Regions from separate parts of the Mus musculus genome. Here region 2 is linked to region 1. The links are chromatin contacts, called in public promoter capture Hi-C maps. All regions are on one chromosome and are shown on one strand. The core of a region is the stretch at or near the end of the contact, and the rest is flanking DNA. Distances in the headings are between cores, read along the strand shown. Region 1 overlaps Mms22l (MMS22-like, DNA repair protein). Region 2 holds the start of Ndufaf4 (NADH:ubiquinone oxidoreductase complex assembly factor 4).

The links. Promoter capture Hi-C pulls out the DNA fragments that hold promoters and counts their contacts.
Region 2: a promoter capture Hi-C map of hippocampal neurons shows a contact between it and region 1, with 2.6 times the contacts expected there. The contact joins the promoter of Ndufaf4 here to the enhancer-like site in region 1. A contact is called at or near these places in 6 of 39 promoter capture datasets (3T3-L1-derived adipocytes, the C10 cell line, embryonic stem cells and 2 more) and 2 of 115 datasets of contacts at active chromatin or transcription factors (embryonic stem cells and large pre-B cells).

The regions. Positions count from the first base shown.
Region 1 is chr4:24,542,569-24,548,091 of GRCm38.p6, forward strand. All of the region lies in intron 13 of Mms22l (MMS22-like, DNA repair protein), which reads left to right. Among named protein-coding and RNA genes, the nearest start is that of Mms22l, 49 kb to the left of the region's middle. Within about 2 kb of position 2,488, at least 47 of the 459 cell types and tissues checked have an H3K27ac peak or open chromatin away from gene starts, as enhancers often do. A contact at or near this core is called in hippocampal neurons, where this site is marked.
Region 2 is chr4:24,895,387-24,900,909 of GRCm38.p6, forward strand. Ndufaf4 (NADH:ubiquinone oxidoreductase complex assembly factor 4) reads left to right here and starts at 2,697. Exons shown (of 3, transcript NM_026742.4): 1 at 2,697-2,916; 2 at 3,187-3,290. The coding sequence starts at 2,781. Gm46848 (a long non-coding RNA gene) reads right to left here and starts at 2,736. Exons shown (of 3, transcript XR_001784261.2): 1 at 1,304-2,736.

The DNA.
Region 1 (5,523 bases), core at 1,238-3,737:
GTTTTTATTTAACAAATTCGTGTTCAGTAAAGTAGACATGTGTGATCTGTTCAAATGAAATCTTCTTAATATTTGTGCATATGTGTATAATATCAATGATAGACTGATAGGAAAAAGAAACTTAGGTATTTTTAAGTCATAGCCATTTTGTATTCTGTTATTTTAGTCACTATTTTAATAGGTAATGGTTTGTATTTCTCATTGTTTTCTCTTTATACAGCAGATCTTGTCAATATATACAGGAAAGGAGAAAGTAGTGCTTATGTAGTTACCCTGTAAATTTAAGGCAGAAATCTCAAATTCATTCTGCTTCTTGCCTCTTAAGCATCTTTGATTAAAATGACCTCCAGAAGATTTAGAAACACATTTTTTCTAATTAACTGAGAGTTTTGGTGATATTGAAAAGTAAAGCTCACCATGTTTATTGTATGTAACTGAGTTGTTTGTGGCAATTTTTATTTTGTTTTCCAAGTAAATAAATATTATCAGACTATTCTAATACTTGACTAGGGAAGCAGTTTGGGTAAGAGGGTTCTTGAGCTTCTTCATCTTTGAAAAGTAAATTCAGTTATAGTATGTTACATTTCATATTAAGTCCAGTTCCTAGTTCATTACAGTTTTGTAAAGTTTTGTAAATGGGACTTTAGATTTATATTTTCAAGATTATCTATTCAGGAAATCAAGAAGTTAACCTTATAAGGTTTTTGGTTTGTTGTTTTTTTGCTGTGTAGTTACTGACAAAAGTTTAAAGTTACCAAAATTATGATGGGGGAAGTGGGGTGGAATATAGAAAATCTACTTTTCATGGTAGCAAAGGAAAAAGAGAAAAGAACGGGTATTGAAAGAACAGTGATGTGAGATTGAGAGCATTATGGGACAGGAGCAGAGTGCTTCCTGGAAAGAAGTCACTTTGTTTCTGCTCAGTTGTGGAGGGAGGAGAATGCTGTGACTACTTTCTGTACCCTGGAATTTGTTACCTTAGTCAGTGGTAATACATTAGAAGATGCTGAGGTGAGGTGACAGCATTGCTGTGTTATTTGCCTGAACTCAAGGTTCACTCTAAACTTTAGACCTCGCAGATCCTTGAAACATTAGGTGAAACTCAGTAATGAGCTTGTGCGAAGCTATCTACAGTTTGCTTACACAGCACCATGTCAGGCTAATTATTAAAAGACATGTTGTCACAATACACATGAGTCGCTTTTGTGTGACAGGTTTGCTAAAGTTAACTCTTCTACAATTGTGACTTTATTAAATGAACTAAACCCAGAGAAATTCAGTGAGATACACTGGCATTGTGACTTGGTTCTACAAGGGAAGTACTCCCTGGAAGTCAGAAAAATTTAAGGCCCACACATACGTTGTTTTCACTGATGGGCTGGTGTGATATCAGAGTGGGAAGGAAGCCAATCTCTTCATTATCCCCAGAATTGTTTTTGGATTAATAGAGACGCAGAAGGCACTATAAATAACAGAAAAAAACCTAAATTCGTTGTAGCTTGAGATCTACCTGGCTGGGCTTACTGTGTTCTTTTATCACTCCAAAGCTGTGGTCTTTAACACGTATTTTACAGAGAACATACAAGCACACATTTTATTCTGGCATATTGGGTTACTTTTGCCACCATATTGTTTATAAGGAATATCCTTATCTTTGTTGTCTTCCTGGTAAAGAAGAATGAGTAGTTGCTCTCTTAAATTTTATTTATTAACATTTTAGCAAAATTGAGAACAAGTAGGGAGTGAAACTAGCATTTGAAACTCTTAATTTCAATTGTTTCTTCCTTACCTTACAAGATACATATTTTTCTCTCTTTAGGATGTCTCTTGTCAGATTTAAGGCTTATTTAAAATGAAAAGAAAGCTGGAGCAATTTTCTTTATTCCATTTCAGTCTCCTAAGGCCTATTTCCCCCTGGTGAGCTCATAGCAACAGGGGGGTTTAAGGGAATTCAGCTTTCTGCAAATTAATGTCTCACATCATGAAAATTCAGGACTTTTTTTTTTTTATCTTGAAAAGTAATACAGTGAGTGCGAGTATTATTTCTTGCCAGCGGGTGGAAGATGAATGATTTTGTCACAGTTTTACTGCTTGATGAGCAGTGTCCTGAGGGTCAGGCTTAAGTCTGTGTCACTATGCTGCTCATTACTCTTGAGCTAAATAAGGGCTGATTGGATCTAAATTGCCTAGCACATGGGCCACAGATGAGCTCAGTGAGCAGGGGATGACCTGCTATTCAGTCTGGGAGTAACCCCGGTGTGCAAATGCAGCATTAGAACACCGTGGGAGAATGAGAGGCTACCGGCTGCTGCCAGCAAAAGAAATCGAAATGTAAAAACTCTTTGATGCTGTGATGTTAGAATTTGAAATGTAGGAAGTGACAGGTTGATGGTACTTATCAGCTTTGGCTGGATTAGAGAACAGTGTCATCTTGCTTATATAATGACAGAAGAATGAAGCGAGCAGCTAACTACTGTGCAGAGCAGAGCCACTGCTGTTGCCACAGGCAGGCATTGCTGCCTCCTACTGGCAGTTTTCCTGGAAACCAGGACAGTATAATGAAGAGAAAGCTTCCACTCCTGATTTTCAGAAATCTGCTGGTGTGCTTTTTAAGGTGGTAAAAAGCTGCTAGTAGAAGAGTATCAAAAACGGGGTGGAGAGGAGACTTAAAGTCTACTGGATACAGTAAAAGCATCAACCTGGGGAAATTGGTTGTTCTAGAGTAGTCTAGTGAATCAAGGGTTTATAAAAGGAAAGTACTCAAAATATAGGGCAGAAATCCCTCTTGCATTCACCCTAAAATATTGTTCTTTCAGGAGACCTGGGGTGGGTGGGTTGATTTTGTATTTTTTATCAATAACAGCACTTTACTAACAAATAATCCTTGGAATCTTACAGAGTACTAAGCACAGCATTAACTCAGTTTGAAATATACCTGATAAGGATTCAAAGTAAAAAAAAAAAAAATCCTCTGATTATGTAGCGTATGATGCATAAATTTATCTCTTAGGAAGGGACGGTACAGAAGACAAATGCCTCTTCTATAAGCCAAATGGTCTAAACAGCAAAACCATCAAAATCTCATACAGTGCTGCCTTCTTTAACTTTACTTCTTCAGGTGTGACTTAAAAAAACATCATTATCAGACTCAAGTTTCGTGTATTGATCCAGGAAACTGAGACTAAACTGGAAAAGCTACCTGTCACATAGGAGTTACTCTCCCTGTTTTGTTGGAGGCTATCATACTTTTCTAGTTCATTTGCATTTTAACCCAACTAGATCAAATATAACCAAATTAGTGGCTTTTAAATATACACGACCATTGACAGCTTCTAATATCAATGGCATTTTTTGGTATCATAATTATTGTGTGTGAGCGTGCGTGCGCGCACGCGCACACGCACTCGGACCTGCATATCCGTGCGGGTATGTGTATAGCCCTGAAATCATGTACTTACAAGCACCACTAAACAGACAAACCTGGTGTTATTTGTGTATTTATGTGTTTAAATCTGCATGTAGCAATATTACAGAAAAATGAGGCCATGAATTTGAAAGGGATGGAGAATCATATTACATGCTGTAGGGAGAGGACATGGGGGGGGGTTGAGGATGAACGAGAAGAGCCCATTGCTTTTTGTGAAAGTTAATGCTTTGTTTGATTTTCCAAATAAAGATGCAAAGGTGTGTGGAAAGTATTTTGTATCTAGGCATGCTCTTTCTACTGTGTAGTTACTATGTCACTCCCGGGGTGTCATTCATAAAGCATTGCAGATAAGACTTTGACATTCACTGACTTTGTTTGGGGAAGTTTTTTTTTTTTTTCCTAACATATTTTAAAATATAGGACCTTATGTGTACCTTTAAAATATTACTGGGAGCCACAATTTAATTAAACTCAAGGCTTATGTATATGCTTATATAGCTATATACATCTTATAATTTTTATTACTACATAGAAAGCATAAAGGAAAAACTTAAATTAATCTTTTAGTTTGTTTATAAGAAGAAAACTGCAATAGTAGAGGTGGCAGGCTTTTAAATATGTGGTGCAGTGACTAAAAGATTGAGTAAATTAGTATTTCCAAGTGTTAATTTTTGTTTCTTTACCTGTTATTAATGTGCCCAACTATTTTCTTGGTTTTATTTTTCTTTCTTTCTATAGCTGGCATATAAAATAGTTTTTAATGTAACTTCAATTTTTTTATTGCTTAAAGTTTTAAAATTTAAATTAAAATACAGTTAATTCCTCTCCTTTCAACACATTCTATGTATTCTCACTCCTTTCAAATTCATGGCTTGTTTTTCTTTAATTATTATTGCTACGTGTATACAAAAGCACATAAATATACAAGTAACACCTGCTGAGTCTGCTTAGCAGTGCTTTTGCACAGCCTTTTGGGCTGGCCACTTAGTGTGGTATAACCAAGTAAGAGGCTCTTTTGGGGGGAATATTAAGTTCTTTCTCAGCAGTCATTGGTTGCCTGTAATTCTTTGTCTAGGCTTGGAGCCCTGTGAGCCTATCTAGTTCCACATTAGCATCTCTGTTGCTGTTATCATTGTTTATGACTTGTTTAGGCAGCCATATTGTTCCAGGATTAATGGTATCATGGGTGAAGCTTCCCAGTCATTTCTATACAATCTCACAGTAGACTTTTTAGTCCTCTGGCTTTTAACAATCTTTCTAATTAATCTTCAGTGATATTCCCCTGAGTCTTAGGTACAGAAGTAGTGTAGATGCATCTATTGAGGCTAGACACTCCATTATCAGTATTTCTGTGATTGACCAGCTATGGTTTTCTGTAATGGTCTCTCTCGGCCATAAGGAGAAGCATCTTTGGTGAACAGTGACAGTTATCTGAGTGTAGAAGAATAAGTAATAGAACTTGAAGCATTTGAAAGCTCTCGAGAGATTTCAATGATTGTCTTACATTTTTCTACTATCAAACTTCTTGTGTCTTGAAAAGACTAAGTGATACAGAAGTATATATATTAATGGTAGAAAATGTAAGTCCTGTCTCCTCCAGAAGGAACCACTAGCAATACCGTGGAAATTATCATCTCTTTAAAATGTGTTTGTGTGTGCCACATGTGTGCACGTGCCCACAGAGGCCAAAGGACAGTATTATGTGCCCTGCAGCTGAAGTTACAGGTGGCATTTGTAATCTGGCCAACTTGAATCCTGGGAATTGAACTTGTGTTCTCTGCAAGAGCAGCCACCCAGCTTCTTTACTGCTCTTTTGCTGCTTTTTGTTGCTGCACAATTTTTATTTTATTTTTTCCCTATTAACTCTTTCAGGTGAAAATCAAGCTTAAAAATTATACTATGAAAATTTGTAACTTGATTTGTTTTTGTTTGTTTGTTTTTGAGAGCAGGTTCTCTGATGCTCTGGCTATCTCCTAGAACTAACAAATGTAGGTTAGGCCGGCCTCATACTCTCAGAGTTCTGCTAGCCTCTGCTTCCCAAGTGCTGGGATTAAAGGCATGCATGACTATTCCTGGCTCCAGTCTTTTTTTTTTTT
Region 2 (5,523 bases), core at 1,447-3,946, 350 kb after region 1:
TACAAATCCATTGACTCCTGTACTGTAGTGCAGATTTTAGAGAGATTCTCCCTCAACATCAATATCCCACAAAGATATTTCTGAGACCCACGAACATCTGCAACTTGCTCACTATAACGCCTTTAGCGTATGTCTTGAACTTGAGTCACCTACTTCCTGAGTGTAAGTTCTAAAATGCCTTGTAGGACACTGAAGTGTGTTCTGTACAGGGAGGAGTGTGTAATGGTGAGTAGAGGCAGAGAGGAGAACTGAGGAGGGTAAGTATTGTGTGCCTGACACTTCTTCGGAAGACGTGAATAAATGTCTACTAACTGGAGCTAGGGAACCAATGAATGGATAAAGTATATAATTCCACCAGAGTCCAACTTGGGAAGCCAGTGAATTTTGGGGGGAGGGTTACTCACTGGAATACATTAGAGGAACGGGATGACTAGTAAGGAGCCATTTCACTAACCAGCCTGCTGCGATCTGGGTAACAGCTCACTGAGACAGCAATTCTGGAGCTCTTTGTCTGACGGGCAGGCAGCTCCTCACCTCTAATCCTCCTCTCCCTAGCACTATTCAGTGGCCTTCTTTAACATGTAGCCTTCAGCTTTCCCAGATTTGTAAGCTCTGTTGACTTCCTGAGTCTCATAAGCATCCCTCCTGCTTTAGGAGGGAAGGTTCAACCAGGAGGAAATTGCTACACAATGGTGAGGGAAGCTTGCAGGTTCTACCTGATGGTGACTATTACTGCTGCGAGTGCGAGGCAAAGGCAGATGGCATTCTAGACCCTTGTTATAATGCCTATTGATGTTCCAGCCTTCCCAGGTTCAACAACACCATCACATGGAAAGAGCATGCTAGTCAATGATTGAAACTGATCTTGGCATAAACACCCACTTTGTCCTGGCACCATTTGGGCATACAGCACGAAACAAAACAAAGGAAAATGTCTCTTCTCAAAAACTAGCATTTTACTGTTTTGGTGATATTTGGAGTTCATCACTATCATTCATTATCAGCTATCAACCTTACTTCAGTTTGGCTGAGAGAAAAGCAGACTTCTGACTTCCCTTGAGGGTCTGCCTTCAATCCTCAGGCAGAAGCCAGAAAGAAAATCTTAAGTTCAGACCTTCTGCTACATTGTATGTCTTGACAAGAAGAGCTGAAATTATGGATTTATGGTCCAGGATTTTGTTTCCATTCTGATTACCAAAGTAAGATAGCCAAAGGTGGGTTCTGCTGGAGCCTCTCTGCCTTGTTTTGGTCTTTAAGGGTCTGAGTAACCCCAGGCCAAGGCTAGATAAAACAATAGGCTCACCTGCCACTGTCTCTTCCAGTGTCAAATCCAAGCTTTCCTGCGTGTAGAAATTCACAGATCTTTAATTTTGTACTATCTGCTGTCCTGGACTCACTCGAAACTCTTGTGTAAGGTTACTTTCATGTAGCCCTAAGTTTGGTGGAATCACATGAAAATTTAAAATACTTTAGCAGGCAGTGAGTGGAATTGCTACTATAATTCTTAAAGCACAGAACAGACTTAATGAGGCCAAGGAACATTTCTTGATGTCCAGAGAAATTGGTTTTAAAAAAAAGGCACCCAGTTATGAACTTGTTTAAAAAGCTCTCAGATGGAAATCTTGGAGCAGACTGCCACCTTCAGGATAACTAACAAATTAACTCACTGAACACGGTTTTAGCTTCTACATAACCCATCTCCAGAGACAGGTTTCATAAGCAACAGTGAGAACTTTACCCCTCTAGTGTTTTCTCTATTATGAAACAGTTTAATTAGTAATAGTCCTTAAAAAAATGAAAACCCCTCCCCCTAATTTTTTTCTTTAAGTTGGTTAGACACAACTAATCTATTCACCTAACCAACCAGGCTAAAATCTTTAATAGATTTCACAACCACAGTCTGGGAAAAATATTAATTCGAAAACTTATTTTCTTGCTGGTGGGCTTTAAAAACTATGGGCCAATCACATTGAATACTTTCGGAAACGTAAAAGAAGGAAGAGACAAAGGGTGGGTGGAAGAGAAGGGGAAAGGAAGATAGAATGTGTACCGTAGATTTTTTTTTTCTTTTTCCAAATACAGCGTTAAGTTACACCAGGGTTTGCCAAGATTACAGAGACTCGAGAGGCAGTAGAGCTGAGAAATGGGGCTGAGAAGAGCACGGTGATTCAGCGCTAATGGAGGAGTATGTCAAGTTAGTACTACTTATGAGAGAAGGGGAAGGAAAGCCTAAAACTCATAGCACTAGGGACAAAGTGGCAGGAAAATGGTATGTCAAGATAGTGAAAGAGTTAAAACAAACAAACAAAACCAACACAAAATTGGCTCAGAAAGCTCCAGGCAAGGGACAGGAAAATAAGGGCTGTTAGAATGGAATTGCGGCTGAGAACAAATATTCTCAATTTCTCAAAAGCATGGGCAGGTAAATTCAGAACCTTGACCCTGCGCTCTGCCCTCTGAAGAGGTTGGAAGATCTCCGCTCCACACTGGCTACTCGGGATTTTGCAACCGTGGGATCACAGCAGCTCATCCTTAAAGACTCCGGAGTCGCCGGCCGGCGTCCCTGACAACGCCCAGATGTCTGCGCATGCGCCTGTGCGGAAGGGTGGGCGGGGCGGAGTCCAGGGTGCGTCCTCCCGGCCACCAGGGGGCGACGAGCGCGTCCTCGGCGTTTTACCGGTGCCTGGCCCCTGGTGTGCGCATGCTCCGTGCGTACAGAGGTCACCGGTGCCGGTGGCTTCTACACGTGCGTAGTGAACTAAGGGCATCATGATTTAGAGATGGGGGCTCGCGTGACCCGCGCCTTAAGGAACTTCAACGTGGAGAAGCGAGCGGAGCGAGAGATCAGCAAGAGGAAGCCCTCCATGGCACCCAAGCACCCTTCTACCCGCGACCTCCTGCAGGAGCACCGGAGTCGTGAGTGCAGTCCCTCCCAGGCCTCCGGTGACATTGAGGTCGTCCCCGCGCGGGCCCCGGGTGGTGGCGGCTGGAAGGAATCCCGGAGCCCAAGGCAGCCCGCGCTCTCTCCCGGCGTCTGCGCAGGCTGCACGCAGACTCTCGTCCAAGTGTTTGCCCCAAGATGTCCAGATGATTTTTTTTTTTAATATTGTACATGTTTACGAGTTTAGAGATTTTTTTCCTTAAAAAAAAAAAAAAAAGATACTATGGCTTATTTTCTTTCCTTAGAGTATCCAGAAATCGAAGAAGTTGTTTCTAAAAAAGATAACAAGCTGCTGTCATTGCTAAGAGATGTATATGTCGATTCCAAAGATCCGGTGCCTGCCTTGCCGGTAATGTATACGTTAATTAAGTTGGCAGTTTATTTTGGAGGTCTGAGAAAGTGATCAAGAAAAAGAGGGCAACGAGTGAAAGTGCAAAGTGTGTGTGTGTGTGTGTGTGTGTGTGTGTGTGTGTGTGTAGAGGGGAGCAGTCAGTGTAGAGCACAGACAGCTAGACACAGGCAGGCCTGGACCCCCTTCGATACTTAGGGTATACTTAGGGTATACTTAGGGTATACTTAGGGTATACCGAAAGACCTGTGAAGGGATTGATTGGATGGACCTGTGTGAATTGTTTATTGCAGAAGTTGTAGGGTTGGGTTACGGCATTTTTTAGTGGTTTTCTGAGTGACCAGTATGACTTTGAGAGCTATTTCATATTCTGTAAATTAAGATGCTCTTAATGACAACCTCAGTGTTTGGGGGTTTGGAGTGGGGGCACGTTCATAGTTTTGAGGATGTGTCCCAACAGGATATGTAATATTATATGTAAGTTAATATAGCATGCTGGAATGATGGGTATGTCTCCTGTGTCAGGTGTAAGTGTTGTGTGTAGTGATTAAAACAGTAATTACTCTCTGAGGCCCATGGTACGTTGCGGACCACAGACCATTCCGTGGATGAGCAGCTGTACAACTATAATGTAATTACGGGCTGGGGAAGATGAAAGGCTGCTTCTGAGGAAGTGACATTTAACCCTGGGCCTGGAGTGCAAATTGAAGTTGCAGCCTGGAAGGCAAAGAATTAGATTAAATGAAGAGGAAGTACCAGCCACAGCCCTCAAAGTTTTTTTTGTTTTTTGTTTTCATTACAAAACTTTTTTGTATTATCTAATACTGAGCAAAAGACTGCAATTACAGCTACTTCTATAATATTCATAATTTAATAGTGACAGTAGGATTTAGTTAGTACCAGATTTTCACACAATAAAGATACATTGATTGTTGGCCATAGTGTATTATTTTTAAGCTCAGCAATACTTGGAAGGAGGGTTTCCCATTTATGCTAAGTATGAGGTGCATGTGAGTGTGTGTGTGTGTGTGTGTGTGTGTGTGTGTGTGATTTTTGTGTAAAGATACTTATTTGATATTATACTTGGTATTTAGTCTGTTGAAGTGACCAGTTTAACCTCTTCAAATAGGTGCCAGTCACCTAACTATAATTTATTTACTAATTTTCTGACTTCTGTTTATAGACTTATTGGTTGTTTGGTTTTTGTTTCATCTTTTTCTTTTTCTTTTTCTTTTTCTTTTTCTTTTTCTTTTTCTTTTTTTTTTTTTTCCAAGATAGGGTTTCTCTGTGTAGCTCTGGCTGTCCTGGAACTCACTCTGTAGACCAGGTGTTTTTTGTTTCTTACCACTAGACCCATACTATCTCAATAAAGTGGTATGACACATCCTGGTGACTGTTATAACCTAAAAAAGCTTCATATCTTCTCAAATCACTTCCTTCTAAATGAACTTGGGAATCAGATTTTTAGTGTCTTTAGTAAGCCTTGTTTAGATTTGATGATAATTAGATTGTATTCACAGTTTAACTAAAGAGAGGTAAAGATCTTCTAATTTTTTTAGAAGGTCTTTGAGGAAGGAAGAAAGATGTTATTATTAAGTAGAAATTTTCTTCCCCTCATTTTAATGCACAGGAAAATAATTGATTTTTATTTTCTAGCTATTGACATAACTAGTTAACATATCTGCTAGGAAGTAGTTTTTCAGTTTTTTTGTTTTCTTAATATTTTATATTTATGTGGAATTTGTAAATTTTTTCTGCCTTTCCACTAAATGAAAAGAGGATGTTAAATTTTATTCATCTTGATGTCAAGTGGAAAAGCCAGATCTGTATGTATGGAGGGAAAGGCAGATGTACCTGGGTTTGGAAGATGAGAGACACTTTGAGATTTAGGAAGTGGAAGAGGAAAAGAGTGAGTGCCTGAGACTCAAGTGGGAACAAGAAGGTGGAGTGAGTGAGTGTGGGAGACTGCTTAGGTACGGTATGCAACAAGGGGAGACTGAAGGGGACTTGGGGTAATGGCTGCATCATGAAGAACATGCCAAGAAACTTTAGATTTATCAGAAGGGCTTTGGGGAGTCATTGAAAAAAAGGCGGGGGGCGGGGAGAGAAATACCTTGATATTGGCCTAGAAGTAGTATAGGCAGGAATAGCTGGAAATGAAGAGAAAGGGAATCCTTGGCACGGCTTAGGTAGTAAGCACAGAGACTGAGGTTAAGCTCAGGTGGGTACTCAC